Linked DNA regions of Sus scrofa: region 1 is linked to region 2. A link is a contact called in public Hi-C data. All regions are on one chromosome and are shown on one strand. The core of a region is the stretch at or near the end of the contact, and the rest is flanking DNA. Distances in the headings are between cores, read along the strand shown. Region 1 holds the start of ALKBH7 (alpha-ketoglutarate-dependent dioxygenase alkB homolog 7, mitochondrial). Region 2 holds the start of GPR108 (protein GPR108).

The links. A called contact is a pair of places that touch in the nucleus more often than the background predicts.
Region 1: a Hi-C map of liver shows a contact between it and region 2, with 2.6 times the contacts expected there. The contact joins the promoter of ALKBH7 here to the promoter of GPR108 in region 2. A contact is called at or near these places in 3 of 47 Hi-C or Micro-C datasets (embryonic fibroblasts, heart right ventricle and liver) and 1 of 2 datasets of contacts at active chromatin or transcription factors (alveolar macrophages).

Annotation. Positions count from the first base shown.
Region 1 is chr2:72,701,987-72,705,956 of Sscrofa11.1, forward strand. It overlaps ALKBH7 (alpha-ketoglutarate-dependent dioxygenase alkB homolog 7, mitochondrial), which reads right to left and starts at 1,938. Exons shown (of 3, transcript XM_013994719.2): 1 at 1,508-1,938; 2 at 477-601; 3 at 91-311. The coding sequence starts at 1,774. The coding sequence ends at 149. ACER1 (alkaline ceramidase 1) reads left to right here and starts at 2,617. Exons shown (of 7, transcript XM_021083989.1): 1 at 2,617-2,747.
Region 2 is chr2:72,415,611-72,419,759 of Sscrofa11.1, forward strand. GPR108 (protein GPR108) reads left to right here and starts at 2,611. Exons shown (of 18, transcript XM_021083982.1): 1 at 2,611-2,780; 2 at 3,539-3,658. The coding sequence starts at 2,661. It overlaps TRIP10 (cdc42-interacting protein 4), which reads right to left and starts at 536. Exons shown (of 15, transcript XM_005654730.3): 1 at 404-536. The coding sequence starts at 427.

The DNA.
Region 1 (3,970 bases), core at 688-3,187, 290 kb after region 2:
TGTTGAGCTGGGGGAGCTCCTGGTGGGTGTGGTGGGGTCCTGGGCTTCCCCTGCAACTCCAGCCCCCCACCAACAGGCAGGAAGGCCAGCTTGTCCATTCTCCAACTTTATCCACTAAACACAGGTGTCTTATGAAGCTTCGAGAAGGTCAGCAGGCTGGGGGTGGCTGCCGGGGCTCCCCTGATCCCATACCCTCAGGGAGGGAGCGGCAGATCACTGAGATGCGTCGGCCTCGGGGAATCCGACGCTCTCCAAAAAAGGATTCTTCATCCCGAAGGATCTCATGGGAGAAGTCGTAACGGGCCGAGTCCCTGCAAGACAAAACAGTATGGTGGGTGGGCTGGTGGCAGCCCCTAGTCCAGGCAGAGTGCCTGCCAATAGGGGGTGGAGTTTGCTGTGAGGGCTGAATGACCAAAAGTGCTGGGTGGGTGTCTCAGGAGTTACTGGTAGGGTGGGGGCTCCTTGGGTGCCGGTACCTAAGAATGTAGAGGGAGCCTGGCTCCAGCAGGAGTTCCAGCCACTCCCCTGGCTCCTGAGTGTGCACCAGCCGCATGACACTGGGAGACAGCAGGGACAGGCCGGCAATGGTGGATCCGCAGAACTGGAAGAGGGAACATGGAGGGTAAGTCAATCTTTGGCTTGGCCGGCTCACGCCCAGCTGGGAGCTCTAAGGCACGGGTCTCTGCCCACCTTGATGCTGTCTACGTGTGGCTTGATGTAGCCCCGAGGTTCCAGGTCCAGCACGTGCACTGAGGAGAGCAGGCTCTGGCCAGGGCCAAAAGCGGCCGCCTGCACACGCTGCAGGATGACCCTGCTTGCCTCTGACCAGCGTGACTTCTCAGTCTCTCGGAAGCCATGGATGGCCTGCCCAGAGAGCTAAAGTCAAGGCTGGAAGCTTCCAGGGAGAACAGGGAAACTGAAGTATGGGTTTGGGGCTGGGGGTGGGAAGGAAAAAGCTGGTGGAAGTACAAAGCAAAGGGCTGGTTTTCCCAGCAGAACACTTGACCCCACCCTCAATTCACAACCTTGACCCTATCAACCTGATGATCCTGGGTCTCAAAACCCAACCCCTGCCCCATCTAGCTGGCCTCAGTCCTTTCTATCCACCCTGAGGCTTCAATTCAGTCCCAGATCCCGGCCCCATTGCTGGCCAGTCCCCGATATTCACAGTTTGATCCTACCCAACACCAGTTCCCTGGTCTTCAACCCCAGCCCCTGACTTTCCATCATCTCGCTCCACACCCGTCCCCGTCCCTAACTTTGGTTCTGTCCTCCAAACACCCCCTAGTTCCAGGTTCTGCCTTTAGTTCTGGCCCTTGCTGTCATTTTCCAAAACTGTTTAGGTGCCCCTAAACCCCTCCAAGCTTCAAGACTCCGCCCCCCACCCCAGGTCCCGCCCACAACAGTAGCCCTGAACATCCAGCGCTCCACTCTTCCCACCCATAACGCCCCAGGCTCCGCCCCTCCGTAGCTCCGCAGTCCGGCCCCCCAGCGCCGCCAGCCTCACCGCGTCCCAGTGGTCGTATTCGTATCGGCGACGGCGTAGCTCAGGTTCCAACTCGCGGCTCAGTGTCTCCTCTTCGGCCGCGCTCAGGAAGCCGGGCCGCACCACAGCGGCGTCCCGCAGGCGGCTAAGGAGAGCCGGACCCGAGCCCCTCACCCAACCGTGTCCAGACAGCGTTCGCAGCGCCAGCTGCCCGCCCCCTGCCATAGTTCCGTAGCCGGATCTTGGAAGCGGCGGGGGGTCAGGGCCACGCCCTAGCCCCAGAACCATTGGCTGTGGCTGCTTGGAGTCCCTCCAGTGATTGGTTTCCCTTAGAGTCCCGCCTCTCGCTCAAGGCTACTGGTTATTACTCGGCTGGGCGTCCCAAACTGTTGGCTCTCCCCAGAACCCGTCTCCTCTCCTGCCCTATTGGACGCCATCGACCGCTGTAACTCAGACTACTGGCTGTCCGTCCTTCAGGGGGCGGAGGCGGGGAGGGGGAAAGGGGCAAAGGCGAGATCTGGCTTGGGGTCAGAGGTCAGGGGTCATAGAAGGATTGGGCCGAGGCTATGAAGTCGGCCAGGTCTGGAGGATGCGGGTAGAGTACAGTCGGGCTGAGATGTAGGGGTCAGGGGAATGACCTCCAGCCTATGATTATGGGCTGGGGCCAGATTTGTGGAGTTAGGGGTTTCAGCCAAAAGTCAAAACGAAGCACGTCCCGTTACCCCCTCTCTACTGGGTCATTCCCACCCGCATACGGGCTGGCTCCCATCTTAAAAGCAGGATATAAACAAAAAATCCCCTTCCTTCAGTGACAGAATTGGCATGACACCATTTTGCAGCCCTATTGGACTATTGGTGGATATAGACAGAGACCAAACAGCTCCTAACATCTTGAAAAGAGGGGAACTGGATTTAATGTGCCTCCTGCTGGCAGATCACTTGCCAAAAAGCAGAACCTGAATCCCATCACACTTGTCTAGATTCATACACTGGAAATATCAAGGACAGGACCCAATCAACAAAAACCAGAAAGTGGGAAAGTCCACAGGACAAAGGACCCTGCTTCTCCAACAAGTGAATTTCAAGGAAAGAGAAGAAAAATAGGGAGAGATTGAGAAATTAACGGGAAACCTGCAGTTACAGGACACTTAGAGATCTATCCACCAGTGGTGATGTATGGACCTTAGTTTGATTCTGATTGGAACAAACTAAAAAATAGACAACGGGGGAAATTTGGACATTGGCTGAATATTCACCCGTGGTAAGTATTTTTCCTTTTTTAGGCTTGAAAATGGTATTGTGGTTGTCATTTTAAAAATTCCTTTTATTTACTTATTTGCAATTAACTTTTTTTGAATGAAAGATTCTTTATTGTTTGTTTGCTTATTTATTTATTTATCTTTTTAGCGGGGGCACCCGCGGCATATGGAGGTTCCCAGACTAGGGGTTGAATTCGAGCTGTAGCTGCTGGCCTACACCACAAGCACAGCCACAGCAACGTGGGGTCTGAGCTGTATCTTCGACTTACACCACAGCTCATCAATGTCGATCCTTAACCCACTGTGCAAGGTCAGAGATTGAACCTTTGTCCTCATGGATGCTACTCAGATTCCACTGAGCCATGACTGGGAACTCCTGAAAGATTCTTTAAATTCTGTAGTGCTTTACAATTTCCAAATTTTCACACACACACACATGATTTTACATAATCCCATAATAACCCCCTTTTCTCCCTCCCCTGTCTTGCCCCACCCCCCTCCTCCTCCCCACTGGTAACCACTAGTTTGTTCTCTTTAAGTCAGTTTCTTTTTTGTTTTATTCTCTAGTTTGTTGTATATTTTAGATTCCACATGGAAGTGATATCATACAGTATTTGTCTCTCTGACTTAATTCACTTTGCATAATGCCCTCCAAGTCCATCAATGTTGCTGAAAATGACAAAATTTCATTCTTTTTAGCGGCTAAGTAGTATTCCATTATATATACACCACGTCTTTATGTATTTGTCTGTTGATGGACACTGGAAACTTAGACTGCTTCCATATCTCGGCTGTTGTAAATAATGCTACTGTGAATATAGGGGTGCATGTATCTTTTCTAATTAGTGTTTTTGTTGTGGGTATATACCCAGGAGTGGAATTGCTGGGTCATGTGGTAGTTGTGGTAGTTCTGTTTTCAGTTTTTTGAGAAATAAATATTCCTTATCCTTCAGAAATACATACTGAAATAGATGAAATGAAAAGCTGGGATTTGCTTCAAAGCAATCCAGGGCTGGGGGCCGGAGGGGATCGAAGAATCACAATCAGCCTTGAGCTGGTCATTGTTGACTTGGTGCAATGGGTACTTGAGACTCATTATCCTAGTTTCTCTGCTTTTGTGTGTATTTTAAGTTGTGTGGAATGCAAAGTTCAGCCAAATGTAACCAATGAATGAAGCCAAATTAAAAAGTCCTCTGAATTTAAAAAAAACAAAACATTGACCTCA
Region 2 (4,149 bases), core at 1,361-3,860:
GTCCCACGTGGGGCTGTAAGTGGCCAGAGGGTCCCCTCCCCCGCCCAGGCCGGACAGGCGGACGGCGGGCAGGGACCCAGGGGCCGTAAGATAAGCCGCCGGCCCAGCCAGGGCGCTCAAAATAGGTGACCTCTCCCAGCCGCCCCGGCCTGGTCCTAGAACTTCTTTTGCCCTCCTGATTCAACCCCGTACCTCAGTTTCCCTACGCCGCTCCTGCAAGGTGGCCCTCTGCTCCCCGGAGTCCCGAAACGCCCTGGGAAACTCCGAATGAGGGCGGAGAGCGGGGTTTCCAGGGGTCGGTGGAAGGGAAAGCGCAGAATCCCCGCTGGGGTACTGCAGGGGGCAAAGCGGGGGTCTGGACCCCAGGAAGGGAAGAACTTGGAGCAGGGAGGATCGGACTCACCCACAGTTCGGTGCCCCAATCCATGCTGCTCTCGCCTATGCCGACGCAACCGCCGCACCCGGTCCCCGCCGCCCGACGCCCGCCGCCCGCCGTCCGCCGTAAGCGGCCGGGAGACTCAGCCCAGGGCGGTGAGCCCGGCCCCGCCCCGCTAAGGCCACGCCCACTCCAGACTCCGTCACGCCCCCATAGACTCAGCCACGCCCCCGCACGGAGCCCCCGCATAGCCCACGGAAGGTGGGGGCTCACAAGGAGGCGGGGCCCGAAGGACGCCCCGCCCCCTCTTAAAGGACCGTCGCCACCCGACGCCACTGGACCGACCCCTTTAAAGGACCCCCACCCATTTTCCAAATCCCCTGGGACCCTCTTGTCCTCCCAACCCTTGCCCCCGCCCTAGTCTGTTTTTCCTTTCCTCTTTTCTTTCAACTATTCCTTAAAGGGCCAAGACACTAAAATCCCAACTCACGAGGTCCTTCCTCGACCCCGTCGCAGGGAGAACTTGAGGTCACCCGGCTCTTGCGGGCCGGCCCGGCTCCAGACGGCTATGCTTGTCCCACTAATGGCCTAGTCCCTCCGGCCGCAGAGCGGATGGGAGGATTTCGATCCTGCCTAGGATGTGCCTCGGCCAAGACCGGGTCCATTAGCGCCCCCACCGCATCCTGCCTCTCTCTCCAAAGTCTGCGCCGGGAAACTGAGGACGGGTTGTCCTTGGGGCGCTGGGCCCAAGCCTTTCCCCATCTGCTGTCCGGTTCGGTTCGTACTTGCACCTGCCCATTTTCCAGTCGCATGCATTAAGGCCCAATCAGGTTTAAAAGTCTCCAAATCCTAGGATTCCGACAATGTCTCCTTTCTCCCCTCCAACCCCCTTGCCCTGGGGCTTGGAAGTCCGTCGCCTCTCATAAAAGTCTGTTCACACCTTGTTAATTCCTTTGAGGCACTGGGATAAAAGGGGAGAAATCTCTGCAGCAACCTCTTTCATCCTCTCCTGCTTTAGGTGCTTTCTCTTTGGCTACAGAGGTGACAGCCGCCCTGCTGGGGCTGGGGGCCCCGAGCCCCCAGGGCAGGTTAGGCTCTGAGTCCGCAGGCTCCCTGTACACAGGTGGGAAGCCCAGGAGGATAGCTCCAGGAGCCCACACTGGGACAGATGGCTCTACGGGGACCTGGCCCCACCTGCTGGTGGCTTGTGAGTTAGAAAACCTGAAATTGTAAAGTGGACCTGTGTTCCAGAGGTTAAAGGATCAGGAACTCAGTCAGGACCTCGGCCTGGGATCTGGGACTCAGTTGCTCAGCCTGAGAGTAGGGTCTCAACCTCTAACTGAAATTGGGATTGATCTCAAGTCCTCATCACAGTTGGGATAGGGTCTGGGATCAGAGCCTTAGCAGAAGGGTCAGCCACCCAAATGAAGGCCTCAGATTCAGACTGAGGTCCAGGGATCAGTCCTTATCTGAAGTCAGGGGTTAGTCCTAATCTGAGGTCAGAGCTCAGTCCAGGTGGAAGCTCAACCAGGTATAGGTTGAGGGTAAAAACGGGTGGGGGAGTCAGGGTTTCAGGCTGAGGTCAGGGCTCAGCCTGAGACAAGACTAGCCTGGAACCTGGGGGTGAGCCTCCAGTTGCCTCACTCCAGGATAGAAGCGTCCACCTAAGGCTGGGAATTCAGCCTGGGATCATAGGTCACCCAAGGGTCAAGATTTAGCTTGGGGCTAGGTTTTGGCCTCTCCGTGGATCAGGAAGATTAGGAGAGAAGATAGGCTTCAGCAAATGCATGTGTTTACCAAAAGCCTGAACTTTGGCTGGGAGCCACATCCCTGGGGTACAAAGGGGAAGTCCGTCCTTAGGGATACTGGGAAATGTAGTTTATTGAAGGCTCCCAATGAGCCGTCTGCTACCCCTCCGTTTTGGGTAATGTAGTTCTGAACTGGTCAGTCAGTTAAGGGTGGATGGAGGAATTCCCCTTTGGGGGCCGGATATCAGATCCATCACAATTGGTTGGAGGGTCTGTTTATCAAATTACATCAGGGACAATCCTTCTAGTGATTGGTGAGAGTGGAGGCGGGATTAACTGACATCAGCATTCCCATTCGGAACCGGTGCTGTCCATTTGGTGTCGTAAAGGGGGCGGCCTCGAGAGGAGAAGATCGATGATTGGTTGAGCGGGCCGAAAATGCCAAAGAGTCGGCCCCCACCGTACGGCGATTGGTTCACCGGTAGGCGGGCCTGGAGGCGTCAGAGGCGGTATCAGGGGAGGCGGTGGCTCCAGAGATGGCAGTGAGCGAGAGGAGGGGGCTCGCCCGCGGGAGACCCGCGGAGTGGGGCCAGCGGCTCTTTCTGCTGCTGCTGTTAGGAGGCTGCTCTGGGCGCATCCACCGGCTGACGCTGACGGTGAGTCCTGCCGCGCAGCAGTCTTGAGTGGGGGACGCAGCTTTAGCCTGGAGAAGCCCCTGGCTTGGAGTGGTCTCGTCCTACCTCCCCCGCTCCTTACACGGGATGGAGCGGTCCGGCGCCCCCCGCGTCCAGGCCCGAAGTGGCCTCGTCCGAGGATCCCCCTCAATCCTCCCTTTGGAGTTGCCTGGCCGGCTGTGAGGGGGTCGTGCCCCGCCCACGGCTTGGGGCGGGGCTTCATCTCCGGGGACCCAGGACTCAGAGCCCTGTAAATTCTGGGGATCCATTTGGGGGCGCCAGGGGCCCTTAACACCGCCCAGGGAAGTCCCTGGGGGTTCTAGACTGGAGTCCTCTGAGTACTTATCGAGATCTTGGAGGCTCAGTTGAAATCTCTGCACTCTAGGGGCTCAGCTGGAATCAAAAAATTTTCTGGGAGGTGAGGGCCAGGCACTCCAAGATTCGTAACTCTGCTCTCCGGGTGGTACTCATCCAGTGGAGGGACTTCCAGGGGTCCCAGACTTTCTCTTCCTAGACTCTGAAAAGTGGCCAGAGGATCCGGGGCCACTCTGTCCCTTCCTGAGATTGGGGTCACAGCCTCCAGGGGTGGCCCTCTCAGCCTCTTCTGTCACCCTTTGGACCCGTCCTAAATCTAGGCATACCAGGAGGTGACCACAGCCCTTGGGGAAACCTCGTGCCACAACTCTGGGGCTGGGCTAGTGGGAAGTCTCAGCTGCTTCTGTCTCCTTCATCGCCGGCAGGGGGAGAAGCGAGCCGACATCCAGCTGAACAGCTTTGGCTTCTACACCAACGGCTCTCTGGAGGTAGACCTGAGCCTCCTGCGGCTGGGCCTCCAGGAGACAGAAGAGAAAGCTCCGCTGGTGAGGGGCTTTGAGGAGTGCGGTACTGGAGGAGGGAGAGGTGCAGAAGTTTCTGGGCTTCTCCCCCACAACCCCCCCCCCCCAGCTCTGGATTCCCATCCTAGCTATGCCTCTCACCCGTGTGATCTTGGGCAAGTCCCTTGGCCTCTCTTTCCTCATCTATAACATGGGAATAATAATATTTCCTGCAATATGTGCTAGGCACTGAGCCGGAGAGGGGTGGGGAGGGGAGCATGCCAGTGAACAAGACAGCCCAGTTCCTTGAATCAAATGAGTAGCTAAGAGTTCCTATTGTGGCTCAGCACGTTTCGAATCTAGCTAGTATCCACAAGGATTTGGGTTCGATCCCTGGCCTCACTCAGTGGGTTAAGGATCTGTCATTACTGCATGCTATGGTGTAGGTCACAGACACAGCTCGTCTCTGGCATGGCTGTGGCTGTGGTGTAGACCAGCAGCTGCAGCTCCAATTTGACCCCTATATGCTGTGGGTG